Regions from separate parts of the Mus musculus genome. Here region 1 is linked to region 2. A link is a contact called in public promoter capture Hi-C data. All regions are on one chromosome and are shown on one strand. Each heading gives the region's core, a stretch centred on a gene start, on an enhancer-like site or on the middle of the called end of the contact. The rest is flanking DNA. Distances are from core to core; before and after follow the strand shown. Region 1 overlaps Lhpp (phospholysine phosphohistidine inorganic pyrophosphate phosphatase). Region 2 holds the start of Fam53b (family with sequence similarity 53, member B).

Evidence for each region. Promoter capture Hi-C pulls out the DNA fragments that hold promoters and counts their contacts.
Region 1: a contact with region 2 is called in a promoter capture Hi-C map of hippocampal neurons, with 2.5 times the contacts expected there. The contact joins the enhancer-like site here to the promoter of Fam53b in region 2. A contact is called at or near these places in 13 of 39 promoter capture datasets (the 3T3-L1 cell line, the C10 cell line, the HPC-7 cell line and 6 more), 8 of 484 Hi-C or Micro-C datasets (DN2 thymocytes, bone marrow-derived macrophages, embryonic fibroblasts and 4 more), 16 of 115 datasets of contacts at active chromatin or transcription factors (the SCID.adh cell line, T-cell acute lymphoblastic leukemia, VIP interneurons and 13 more) and 5 of 9 other capture datasets (adipose tissue, embryonic stem cells, liver and 2 more).

The regions. Positions count from the first base shown.
Region 1 is chr7:132,629,936-132,635,762 of GRCm38.p6, forward strand. Lhpp (phospholysine phosphohistidine inorganic pyrophosphate phosphatase) reads left to right here. Exons shown (of 7, transcript NM_029609.1): 2 at 547-734; 3 at 4,066-4,219. Among named protein-coding and RNA genes, the nearest start is that of Lhpp, 22 kb to the left of the region's middle. Within about 2 kb of position 1,581, at least 32 of the 459 cell types and tissues checked have an H3K27ac peak or open chromatin away from gene starts, as enhancers often do. A contact at or near this core is called in VIP interneurons, forebrain, hippocampal neurons and 1 more, where this site is marked.
Region 2 is chr7:132,811,935-132,817,851 of GRCm38.p6, forward strand. It overlaps Fam53b (family with sequence similarity 53, member B), which reads right to left and starts at 1,914. Exons shown (of 5, transcript NM_001381858.1): 1 at 1,647-1,914.

The sequences.
Region 1 (5,827 bases), core at 331-2,830, 180 kb before region 2:
TCTTGGCTTTCAGTGCATCTCAGTTTTATGGAGCCTAGATGCTGGGTTTGTGCAGAGTGGGGTTCTCTGATTATTGATGTTAGCCAGAAGTCAAACCTCAGCTTGGTACCTCTGCCTTGCCCCGTTGAAGAAGTATGGATCCAGAGTTAGTAACTCGTAGACGTGGGGAATGCAAGCACCGTGGAATGAGAAACGTGTGTGTGGTCTGGAGTGCCAGATAAATGTGGCCCGGGTGGAAAGGTGACATGTCTGCAGTGGGGTTGGGATGAAGTGTTCCAAGCAGAGGTAGGGAGACCTTGGGAAGTCTCATCTGACTCACATCATGTGAGGATAGACAAGCCATTTGGAGATGTGGTCTGCCAGCATTTTCTGTGTCAAGTAGTGGTCTATTCCAGCTGTGAAATCCTAGGCTGAACACATCTGTGTCTGTCTGGTACACACTGCTTCTTAACCAGCTGCCCTTGCAAAAGTCCCTCTCTGGTCTCTCCTCAGGAGGCAATGTTCTTCTGTGCTGAACACATTCTCGTTTGTGTTTTCCTGTCCTAGACTGAAACAGTCCCCGCTGAAAGTGAGGTTCTGTACCAATGAGTCCCAGAAATCCCTGAGAGAGCTGGTGGGGGTGCTTCAGCAGCTGGGGTTTGACATCTCAGAAGAAGAGGTGACTGCCCCTGCACCAGCCACCTGCCAGATCCTGAAGGAGCGAGGCCTGCGGCCACACTTGCTTATCCATGAAGGTAGGCCTGCCTTGGGCTTGACTTTTGAGGTAAAGCCTGAGGAGAAGGCTTGCATGCACGCACACATGCACACATGCACACATGCACACATGCACACATGCACACACACGCCCCTTGGGCCAAACCATGAGAAACACATGCACAGCAAGCCTGACTTCTTCCGTGACACTTGTGAGTTTTCAGAATTCTTGAGGCTTCCTGCTGGGGGATGGGGGAGAGGTAAGATCAGGCCTCAACTTTAACCTCCAGCCTCAAGGCTAGCTTCAGGATGCTCCTTAGAGGAAAGCCTGAGTGGTGTTCTTCGATCTAGGCAAGAGGTCAGGGATTCACCTAAGGGATTATTGAGAGAGGAAAGGAGGAAGGAAGGGCGCGGGGTGAATATGAAGGTATGCAAATCAAGCTTGCAGTTCATAGCTTTCCAGAAACTGCCACCCACAGCCTTGAGCTGCCTCAGTGATAGCTGGTCCTGCTGTTTGGTGAAATCTGCAGATGGCTTTGGAGCAAGGTCTGAAGCCAGATGATTTTGGTCAGAATGCAAGACCAGAGATCCTTGAGCCCTCAGTGGGGAGCTTTTGTGGAACAAAGCAGAGGGAGAGGTTTTCTTGAGGTCACTTTTTTGTCTTCCTTCCTTCCTTCTTTCCTTCCTTCCTTCCTCCCTTCCTTCCTTCCTTCTTTTTTTCCTTTCCTCCGTCAATACCGGTTTCATTTTGACAAATCTCTGGGCAGGGTACTCATCTGAGGAGGAGAGCGCTCTCTGGAAGGCTGGAGGGTGGAACCATTGCCCTGGCATGGTCATGCTCGCTCAGCCTTTAGAAATCATCTTGCTCACATCCTTTGTCTGTAGTTAGGAGCGCTGCCAGGGTTGCTAGGCATGTACGAGGAGTAGAGGAATTGGGGCAAATGCAGCATTGGCTCAGAGGTGGTGCTAACCAAGGAATCCAGCCGCCATAACAGAGCTGGGGGCGCGTGCTGCTGCCGTGCCCGTGTTTTCAGGAAACACCTGGTTTTAGGCTTTGATTTTCTCTGGGTTTTATTACTGATGTTTTCTTCCTAATACTTTACTATGAAAATATTCAAATATATAACCAACCTCAAAAACATTTACTTTGGGGGCTGGTATGGAGATGACTCAGTCAGTAAAATACCTGCTACACAGGCACTAGGAGTTGAGTTTGATCCTCAACAGCTGTGTGTAAAGCTGGGCACAGCGGTGTACCCCTATAATCCAAGAATTGAGACATGAAGATCCCTGGGGCTTGCTGGCTATCAGTCTGGCCCAATTAGCACGCTTCAGGCTCAGTAAGATATATCAGCAGACAAGGTGGAGAGCCGTTGAGGAAGACGCCCAATATTGTCCTAACCTCCACAAGCATGCACACACGTGCACACGCACAATTAAAATATTTTTCCCACCTCCTGGACATAGAGAAAGATATTCCATAGTGTTTTCTTAGCTCTGTGTCCATTCGTGCCTCTATCTGTCTGTTAGTTTTACTTTTGCGTCACTCCCCAGTGGATGTTGGTACCGTCCTCAGCATTTCATAGAGCTCAGTATGTGGTCAGTTTGCTTTCTGCTGATGTAAGATTTTACATGCAGTGAGAAGCTCAGAGCTCTCTTACACTTTTTGTTTGTTTGTTTATTTTTCTAAGAGAAGGTTTCTCTGTGTATCTTTGGCTGTCCTGGAACTTAGTCTGTAGCCCAGGCTTGCCTCCAACTCACAGAGATCCTCTTGCCTCTGCCTCTACCTCTCGAGTGCTGGGATTAAAGGTGTGGGCCTGGGCTTGGCTCTCTACTGCTCTTTCGCTGGCCTTAATTTTCATGCCCCTAGAATCCCACAGCCCCTAGAGAGCTCCAATATTATCACCCTGAAGCTTCCTGCACGCCCTTCAGTCAGTCTCCAGCCCTGCCCCCTTAGTGACAGTCATTAGTGATAATGTAAATAAATGTACCTATTTAGGATTTCATACCAATAGAGCATACCAATGTATAATTGATCCAGGGACCCCAAAGACCACTTTAGGTCTCATTGGTTCCCTGGAAGGGCTCCCAAAACTTAGAGAGACATTGGAATCCTTGGAATCAAAGTTGGGTACAGTGAAAGACCACAGCTCAGCTCAAGAAGGGAGGAGCTGCTCGGGGTAAAGGGCAGGAAAAGCCAGGAGTGATATCCCAGTTGTCCCTATGCTGGATGTGTTCCACTGACTCAGCAGTGAAGTGTGACACTGCAGGTTGGTAACAGGGATGCTGGAGGGAGCTTTGGTGCCTACACTCTTCTGAGAAGGGCTGGTTGGTCATCTAAATACACAGTCCTCATGTGACTGGCCTTAGGGACTCCATCTCCAGCCACACACTTCACTCAAGATCACACTGGCCCAGTATGATTCAGTTGGTCAGGAGCGAAAACCCCTCCTATCAAACAGGATTTTGTAGGGTCTACAGGGTCCTCCCTAGAGCTGTTGGGGGGGGGGCCTGTCTTAAGGTAGGCCTTTCTCTGGAGTGTACAACCCTGCTGAGTTAATCCCCTCCTTCACAGAAAGTCTGTGTAAAGCTCCTCTTGTTAGCCTAGAGGCTCATCATAGTGTTACCCGTGCCACTGTGCTCTTGCTCTTAGCCATGTAGGGAACATACCACAGTATATTTATGCCTGGATATTTCCCAGCTTCAGGTCTGTCCTAGGGTTTCTGTTGCTGTAAAGAGACACTATGACCATGGCCTTTTTTCTTTCCTTCTTTCCTTCCTTCCTTCCTTCCTTCCTTTCATTCATTCATTCATTCATTCTTTTGTCTTTCTTTCTTTTTGAGACAGGGTTTCTTTGTATAACCCTGACTGTCCTGGAACTTACTCTGTAGACCAGGCTGGCTTTGAACTCTCTGAGATTTGCCTGCCTCTGCCTCTGAGATTCAAGGCGTGTGCCACTGCTTATAAAGGAAAACATTTCATTGAGGCCGGTTTACAGTTTAGAGGTTTGGTCCTTTATTGTCATGGTGGGAAGCATGGTGGCACAGAGGCAGACATGGTGCTGGAAGAGACAGCTGAGGGAGCTACATCTGGATCTACAGGCAGCAGGAAGAGAGTGACATTGGGCCTGACTTGAGTATTTATAGCCCATCCCAAGTGACACCCTTTCTCCAACAAGGCCACACTTACTCCAGCAAGGCCACACCTCCTAATAGTGACACTGCCTATGAGCCTGTGGGGACCATTTTCATTTAAACTGTCACAAGGCTGTTCTGAAATACATTTTCTGCCAGGCAGACCTGGCAGAGGAAGGAGCTGGGAGTAGGCCTCATGCTGAGCTTGAGGTTCTGTCCGTCTCTCTTGTCTTTCCAGGAGTCCGCTCAGAATTTGATGACATCGATATGTCCAACCCAAACTGTGTGGTGATTGCGGATGCTGGGGAGGCCTTTTCCTATCAGAACATGAACAGAGCCTTCCAGGTGCTAATGGAGCTGGAAAACCCCGTGCTCATATCCCTGGGAAAAGGGTGAGTCGGCAGCAGAGGGAGTGTGCGGGCAGCTCTGCCCTGTGCCTTGTGTTCTCTGTGCTGGGGCCGCGTAGAGACAGCTTCAGACAGGGCTTGGGAGTGAGCACAGGGGCTCTCCTTCCTCCCTCGCCTTTTCTCCCCATTCTTCCTTTTTTTCCCCCTTTAATTATCTTTCCAGAGCTGTCTGACCAAGTTTCTGTATGAATCTTGGACCAGGAGAGGGATGGGGGCTTCAGCCCTGAGGAAACCTCAAAGGCCAGGTGTCGGCTGTCCAAAGTTTATGGTAAAGGAAGCAAAGGCCCCCTAGCACAGGACGTAGCACAGGGTGATCAGTAATGGTTCCTAGGGATACTTGATATAGAAATAGGTGGACTTGGGTCTGGGAGGATGCTCTAGGCTGGGGGCTGGGGGCTGGGTGCCTTCTTTATAGAGTTGGGATTTGGTCCCCATCCTTTGGCCGTGCTTTTACACCTGAACACCATACCAGTCAGCTTTGTCACTCCAGCGATACCAGAGGTAAACAGAGGAGAGGGAGGCTCACAATCTCAGAGGCTTCATGGTGCCTTGCTTTGGGCCTGTGGTGAGGGTGGCTTTCATGGTAGGAGATGAGTCCAGCTCATCTCCATGGAGGTTGGTGAGCAGAGAGAGAAAGAGGAGGAGTCCCAGTATCCCCTCAGTGGGCTCCCCCTTTAGAGACCTAACTTCTTTTTACTAGAGCCCACCTCCCTAAGGATGTACCACCTCTCCACATTGCCATCAGGTGTGGACCAAGCTCTTGGGCCTCTGGAGGACAGTCAGGATGCAGACTCTGGCACCATGTTTTGTTTTTTTGGTTTTTGGTTTTTGGTTTTTGGTTTTGTTTTGTTTTTTGTTTTAAAGAAAGCATTGCTGACTTAGCATCCTTCTTTCTCCCTTACATTATTTTATTTTTTAATATGTCTTTATTCATTTTTAATTAAGAGAATTTTGTTTGTTTTTATTTGTTTCACAGCAGGGTTTCTCTGTGTAGCCCTGGTTGTTCTGGAACTCACTGTGCAGACCAGGCTGACCTTGAACTCAGATCCACCTGCCTCTGCCTCCTCCTGAGTTCTGGTGTGCACCGCCACCACTTTTTAAAAACTTTTATGTATATGAAAGTTTTACCTCCATGTATGTATGTACACTACATATAGGCCCACTCCTCACAGAGGTCAGAAACGTGTCAGACTCCTTGGAAGTGGAGTTTTGTGAGCTACCATGTGAATTTTTGGAACTAAACTCGGGTCCTCTGTAAGAGCAAGTCTGCTGAACTGCAGAGCTATCTTTCCAACCCTATTTCCTAACTGAGACAGGGCCTAGCACACTCCCACACTGGCCTGAAGCTAGTTACTGTTCTATATGATTCCCTTGCTTCCATCTCCTGACCTCGGGAGTTATGGACATGTGCCATGGTAGCTAACAAAGCGATTTTCCCCCTCAAGGCCTTGTCCATGCCAAGTAAGGCTGGACCACTGAGCTATAGCCCAAGGCCTGCTAGCATCTTTCCTTACCACATGCTCATTGAAGAAATTTAGAAATCTCAAAGCCTAAGAAGAAGAGAAAGGTATTTGCAGCCTCACTGCGTAGCAC
Region 2 (5,917 bases), core at 664-3,163:
AAAGGGGGAAGGGGAATCTACAGACCTTCAACTCACTGTCAGAACTGTAACTGAGATAAGTCCCTGCTAAGTGGAAAAATTAAAATGAAACCAAAACTTGGTGGCCCAGTCAAGATCGTGAGTTGCACGGGTGCGCAGACTCCATTCTTTCCCCAGAGCCTCAAATCAAGTCATATCGTTCAAAACGGGAGTCCAGGATTCAGCAAGGAGGGCTTCCCCCCTTCCAGGCGTGGGGACTGCTGGGAACACATATGCTAGCATGTCATTTGGAGGTCTGCTAATATGCTGAAGGAGCCCAAGACATTTTGCCTGGCTTCCTGGGCCAACAAACAATGTCATTCCAACTCTTGAAGCAGTCAACAGAAAACAGTCCCTTTCTCCACCGTCCAATAATTCAACAAACATTTGTTCCTGTTGAACCACCACCAGCCTAGCTCCATCTGTACCAACTCCTGCGAGACAAGTACCGAGGCGGCAGAGGCGGCAGCGGCAGCACAAATGGGGCCAGGACCTGAATGCAACCCACGACGGGGGCCACTTTCCCAACACCAGAGTCCCAATTTTACCGTATGGAAAACTCAAGAGTGTGGCCTATAGGAGGCAGAATCCCATTCACCAAATGCTGCAAAGAGCTTTTCTTTGTTCGCCATGGTACTAAGTACAGTACGTGTTAACGAACCCGGCGGTCAGGAGCATCAGGGGGCGTCCAAAGGCGAGGGTCCAGAACAAGCCTGCCCACGCAATTCCAGGCCCTTGTCCCACTCACCCGCAAGCACTGTTCCCCTAGTCTGAGGGTAGAAGAGGAGCTTGTGTATGTGGGGGCGGGAGGGGGGGTCGAGAAAACACTTGGGTCAACTCAAATCACCCTCTTCGGATTCTGGGTTTCCAAGTCTCTTTGGTCCCGGTTCCACCAAGTGAAACCCCTAGCTGGCAACCTGACTCCCACCGGCTAGCAAACCAAGGATTGGCAGAAAGAAAAAAAAAAAAATGTGACTAGGCTAGTATCCTGTGACGGACGGCCCTCTTCGCCATGTGCAAAAACCACGCCGGCACAGGCGACCCCCCACTCCTCAAGCCCTGGCCTCGGCCACGCCGCCTGCTTCCCCCTCCCTAGGCAGAGCGCCCTCTCACCCCCATCGACACCGCGCGGGTCAGTCGTGTAGCCTTGGAGTCGTCCCTGCGCGCCCGCATCCCAGGGGTGGCGGGTGTAAACTTCCGTGAACAAAAGAGTTGTCTGCAAACGATGCGGAACTTCGGGGCTCAGCGCCTTCGCTGCTGCCACAAGCCAGGGCTCAAGTTGAGCCTCAAAGGAGGAGGCTGCTCGGGACGCAGCCGTCTCCGCGGCCGTCCGCTGGGTCGGCGGAGCGCAGACTTTTCGGCAGCGCTAGGTTTGCTCGTCCCCCGCCAGCGCGCTGACAAGTCTCACGCCTGCACCAGGGCGAGCAAGAGTCGGCGCCGGTAGAAACCACCGGATCCGCCGTATAACAAGGAGACAGGGAGAAAGAAAGCCAGCAGCATTAAGGAAGGAAAGAGCGAGCGCAGCGCACGCGAGCCCAACTTCCCCCGCCGCCGCCGCCGCCGGGGAGCTCGCACCGACCCCACTCCGGACCAGCCCCCTGGCGCGGTTGCCCGGCCGGGTCGCTTACTGTGCGCGCCGGACGCGGGCCGTCACTGCAAGCGCTCGCCAAGTCGTCCGGGCTGCACGCCCGCGTCCGCCGTGCGCACGCTCTCCGGCCGGCGCCGAGCGCTTTGTACCGAGCGACTCCCGGGGAGGAGGAAATCGACTTGTCACTTCCTGAACTGTTTGCAACTCGTCCCTTTAACCGACCTCGGCCAGGCCGCCAATGCCCACTGCTGCCGCCGGGCAGCTCGACCGCGGCTGCGTGAACTCGGTGGCGCTGTGCGGGCGGCGTCGCGGCCGGGGCGCCCGGCGTGCCGCTACGAGGTGCAGTGCGCGCAGCCGCCGGTGGGCGGGGAGAGGGGGGGGGGTCCACGGCGCGCCTCCGTCAGTGTGGCCGGGTGTCCAGTGAACCCGCACCACGCACCTCTCACGCCTGGATGCCGGGGCTCAGGGAAGTAGCACCGCACAAGTCAGGATTGAAACTCAGGCCTCGTGGGCTTCAGATGGCCAGCTTCCGGGTTTGGCTTAGCAGTTTAAAAGAATCTGTGGCGAACAAGACCGCAAAGGGAGGTGGCACGGACTCTGGTGCGGTCACACTTTAGGATAATAAAGCACTGTTCCTGACTCTGGGTGCAATCGAATTTGAGGAATTTGTACTTCAGATGCCACATCCAAAATACATGCAACTGGGGAAGGAAGGATTTGCGGTTGCTAAGCAGAGGCAGGGCATGTTTAGTTCTGTAACTTAGGATGTTGACTCAAGTGCAGGAATGTAACCCTGATAGAATAAGCAGAGTATTTTCATTGTGCAGCTCACCTGGGGGGGGAGGGGATAACGTTCCTTGTGAAATGAAGTCCTAGATTTCCCATCACTCCTTCCTGCTGATGTGTGTTATTAACCTTATCCAAAAAGATTTTTAAGAGTTTTTTTTAAGACTCTATGCCTGTTTTGCGTTCCCCTTTGCCAAAAAAACAAAACACCTCATTACTTTACATGGATTGTGTCTGCACCGTTTGAATGGTTCTATTCATAAATCAGGAAACTTTTTCTGTTGCTTCGAGGAACATTTAATTGGTTTTAATCCAATGTTGCAATCCTAGTATCAAACATAAATGAACAATTAACTTTTTGAGTTTGTGTGCACTTGGGAAACTATTAGATTTCATGGCTATTGCTGAAATATTTCAGTTTGTGACCACACTGGACCTATTCTTTTCAGAAAGGCATAAGCTAACATATTTCACACTAACTACAGCTCATTTCAGAGACTCTGCCATAAGATGAAGATGCTCATCAGAAGGAAGGATGTGTGTTCACCTCAGAGAGATGATTCGAACATAATCAAATCACTCTAAGAAGGCCAAGTGTGCTAATACACAGACTACAAAGATGCTAATATCCATAATACATTACTTCCTTTTAAGAAACATGTTAAGGGCTATGTTTTTTTTTTTTTTAAAGGAATAAGAACCACATGTTCTGTCAAAAGAAGGCAGGCACATGGGCAAAGCAGAGGCTACTATAATACACTTACGGTCACTTCCCAAAAGCCACCTGATCACAGCACTACCACCTTAGCCTCCAAGCTCTGTAAGAATAGAATTTAATGCACTTAGCTTTTTTTATTGGGAGGCCTAGAGTGACTCCTGCTGGCAAACATTCCATTTATCCCTGCAATTACTAGTTCATCAGGTCAACTTAAAAAAATCAAGATGCCAGGGGTCCTAAGCCTGGAAACAATTATCGCAGCCATTACTCTTGTTGCTTTCAGAACCATGTTAGTCTCATGAAATTCCACGGATGGGGGTCACGGGAGCTCCTCTGCGCCAACACCTCAGTTCCAACCCTAAACAGCCTGTTTTTCTGGTTCTTAGCCTTTCTTGACCTTGCCTAGGACTAAAATCCCTCCTTAAGGAGCTGGGTAACCAACGGAGTTGTCTAAGTCTGAATCTTCAAGACTAAAAAGACACACACACATTAAGGCTTTTGCCAGTCTTCCATACACGTCATCACATCTTGGTTTCTTAATGCTAAATGTGATGGCTCTTTATTATAAAAAGTCCTGTCCATTAGGTTGCTGTATTAAAGTTCTGTTTACTTCAGGACAGACACAAACCCAGTCAACTGCATGTAAGATTAGGTAAGCAGCAGCTGGGAAGAGGAAGCTCTGTCTAGTCTTTATTCGTGTCTAAATGGTCAACCAAATCAGAACCAGACGTAGAGTACAGCCAGACACCTAAACGCAAATTCACAGGCCAATTCAGAAATAAATCCACAGATCTAAAAAACGACCACCCGTAACTCTGCCATTATCTTCAATAAATACTAACCTGATTTAGAGCGTGCAACACCCCGGAAAGTATAAAATACAGGGATTACTTAGTCTCTTCCTCTAAGACCAATATGAGACACAGGGATAAAGCAATGCTGGTTCTTTTGGCTTTCCCCCAAAAGGAAGCCTAGCAAATAGAAGGCTGCTTGTGTGTATTGTATGCATCATGTATCCTTCACTGGGCATCACTGTTACAGCTCCCCAATTCCAAGCTTACAGCTCTTAAGCAACAGGAGACAATAAGGGTGTATTTTATTAAGGAAGGGTGTAGCCAACTCTAACTTGTATCAACAAGCTAATGAAGTGTTCACCTAAGCACATGTGTGGAGAGGAGGGTAAAGGTTGCTTTTGATATGCATGAAGGAGTGTCTAAAGCAGTTAGTGGGTGTTTTATTTCTGTGCCTTTAGATCCAGATCAATGTGATGCTCAAACAACAAAGAGCTAAGCTTTGAAGTTTGAGTCCGTGCAAGTAAATGGTCAGTTTCACACCTATCTATACCTATGTCTAAGAGAGCTCCACTGAAATTATAAGAGAACAACCATAGGAATCCATTTAGACAAACAAAGTGAACTGAATGTCAGATGTGTTGTTATCCTGGGCCAACAGAGTCTGCAGATGCTCGTGTACCCACCCTTTCATTCAGCTTCTAAAAGCCACTGCGCCTCTTTGTCACACTGTTGTATTAAGAGCCAGTCACTCACATTTCACACTGTTCTTTCTACATCTGAAAAGACTTTTTTTTTCAAGCAAAACCTTTTAAGATTGCTTATAATAGATTATGGAAAGAAGGACGTCACCAAATCCACCTGAAATGTTATTAAAGAGATTGGCTTCTGAAAGCAAGTTGATAGAATATACTTCTTTGGAAAGTATGTAAACTTTGTGGTCAAAGTTAGAGGCCAAACCTCTGAGCCCATCATGGGGCAATTTTCATATATAGATCTTACTCAGAAGAAAATCTGCAATTTTACCCACATTTACAATGCATTACAACTAATTGCCCTATCTATTAAATATGTTATAACACATTAATCCTTTGGTTCTTTTTCGTGCTTTTATCGACCATGAAAATGAGTTTCAAATCTAGGGCTAACATATACACGCTAGATATATAAAACACAGGCTATTTTAGCCTATTTAGAAGCATTTTTATTTTTAAAAGAAAAAATGTATTTTTTGATTAAAAAATAAACCAAATGTTTCCATTGAAAAATAACCACAGCAGTGAATTTAATGATACCAAGCTCACTCTTTTGATATAGAATACGAGTTGAAAGCAGCTTGGAGAGGAAATCTGCACATGAGAAGCAGTGCCGCTCTGTAACCGAATGTCTAGCACCATTGAGGTATGAAAGCATGCCAGCTGGGACGGCATTGTGTACCACAAAATGTGGGTTGTAAGCCTATGTCCTGAGCACAAACCCTGGTCTCCAAGTTGGCAGGTGCTGAAAACACAGCAAATGTCACGCTTGCAACTCATTGGATGGAAGACCTCTGGGTAAGGCAAGCTAAAGGCTAAAAAGAACAGAGCGAGAGTTGAAAACTCAAACAATTTGGTAGTAACTTTTTTTTAACGTTCCTAGTGACTATTATTATTATTATTATTATTATTATTATTATTATTTGCTATAAGAAAGCACAGGGATGAAAAACAGGCATTAAAGCTTATTCACAGTAAATAAAAAGAAAAAAGTGCAACAAAGGTGTTCGGTTACTAGAAAATGAACTAAACCAACCTTACTATTCTAATACTAAACTTCAAAAAACAAAGGCTGGGGTGCTGGAGAGATTACTCAGCAGTTTAGAGCACTTATTGTTATTGCAAAGGACCTGGGTTCCATACCCAGCATTAACCCATTAACTCCAATTCCAGAGGATAAGATGCCCTCTTCTGGCCTCTACAGGCACCAAGCACACATGCAGTACAACATACACACATATAAGCAAAAGAGTCACACACA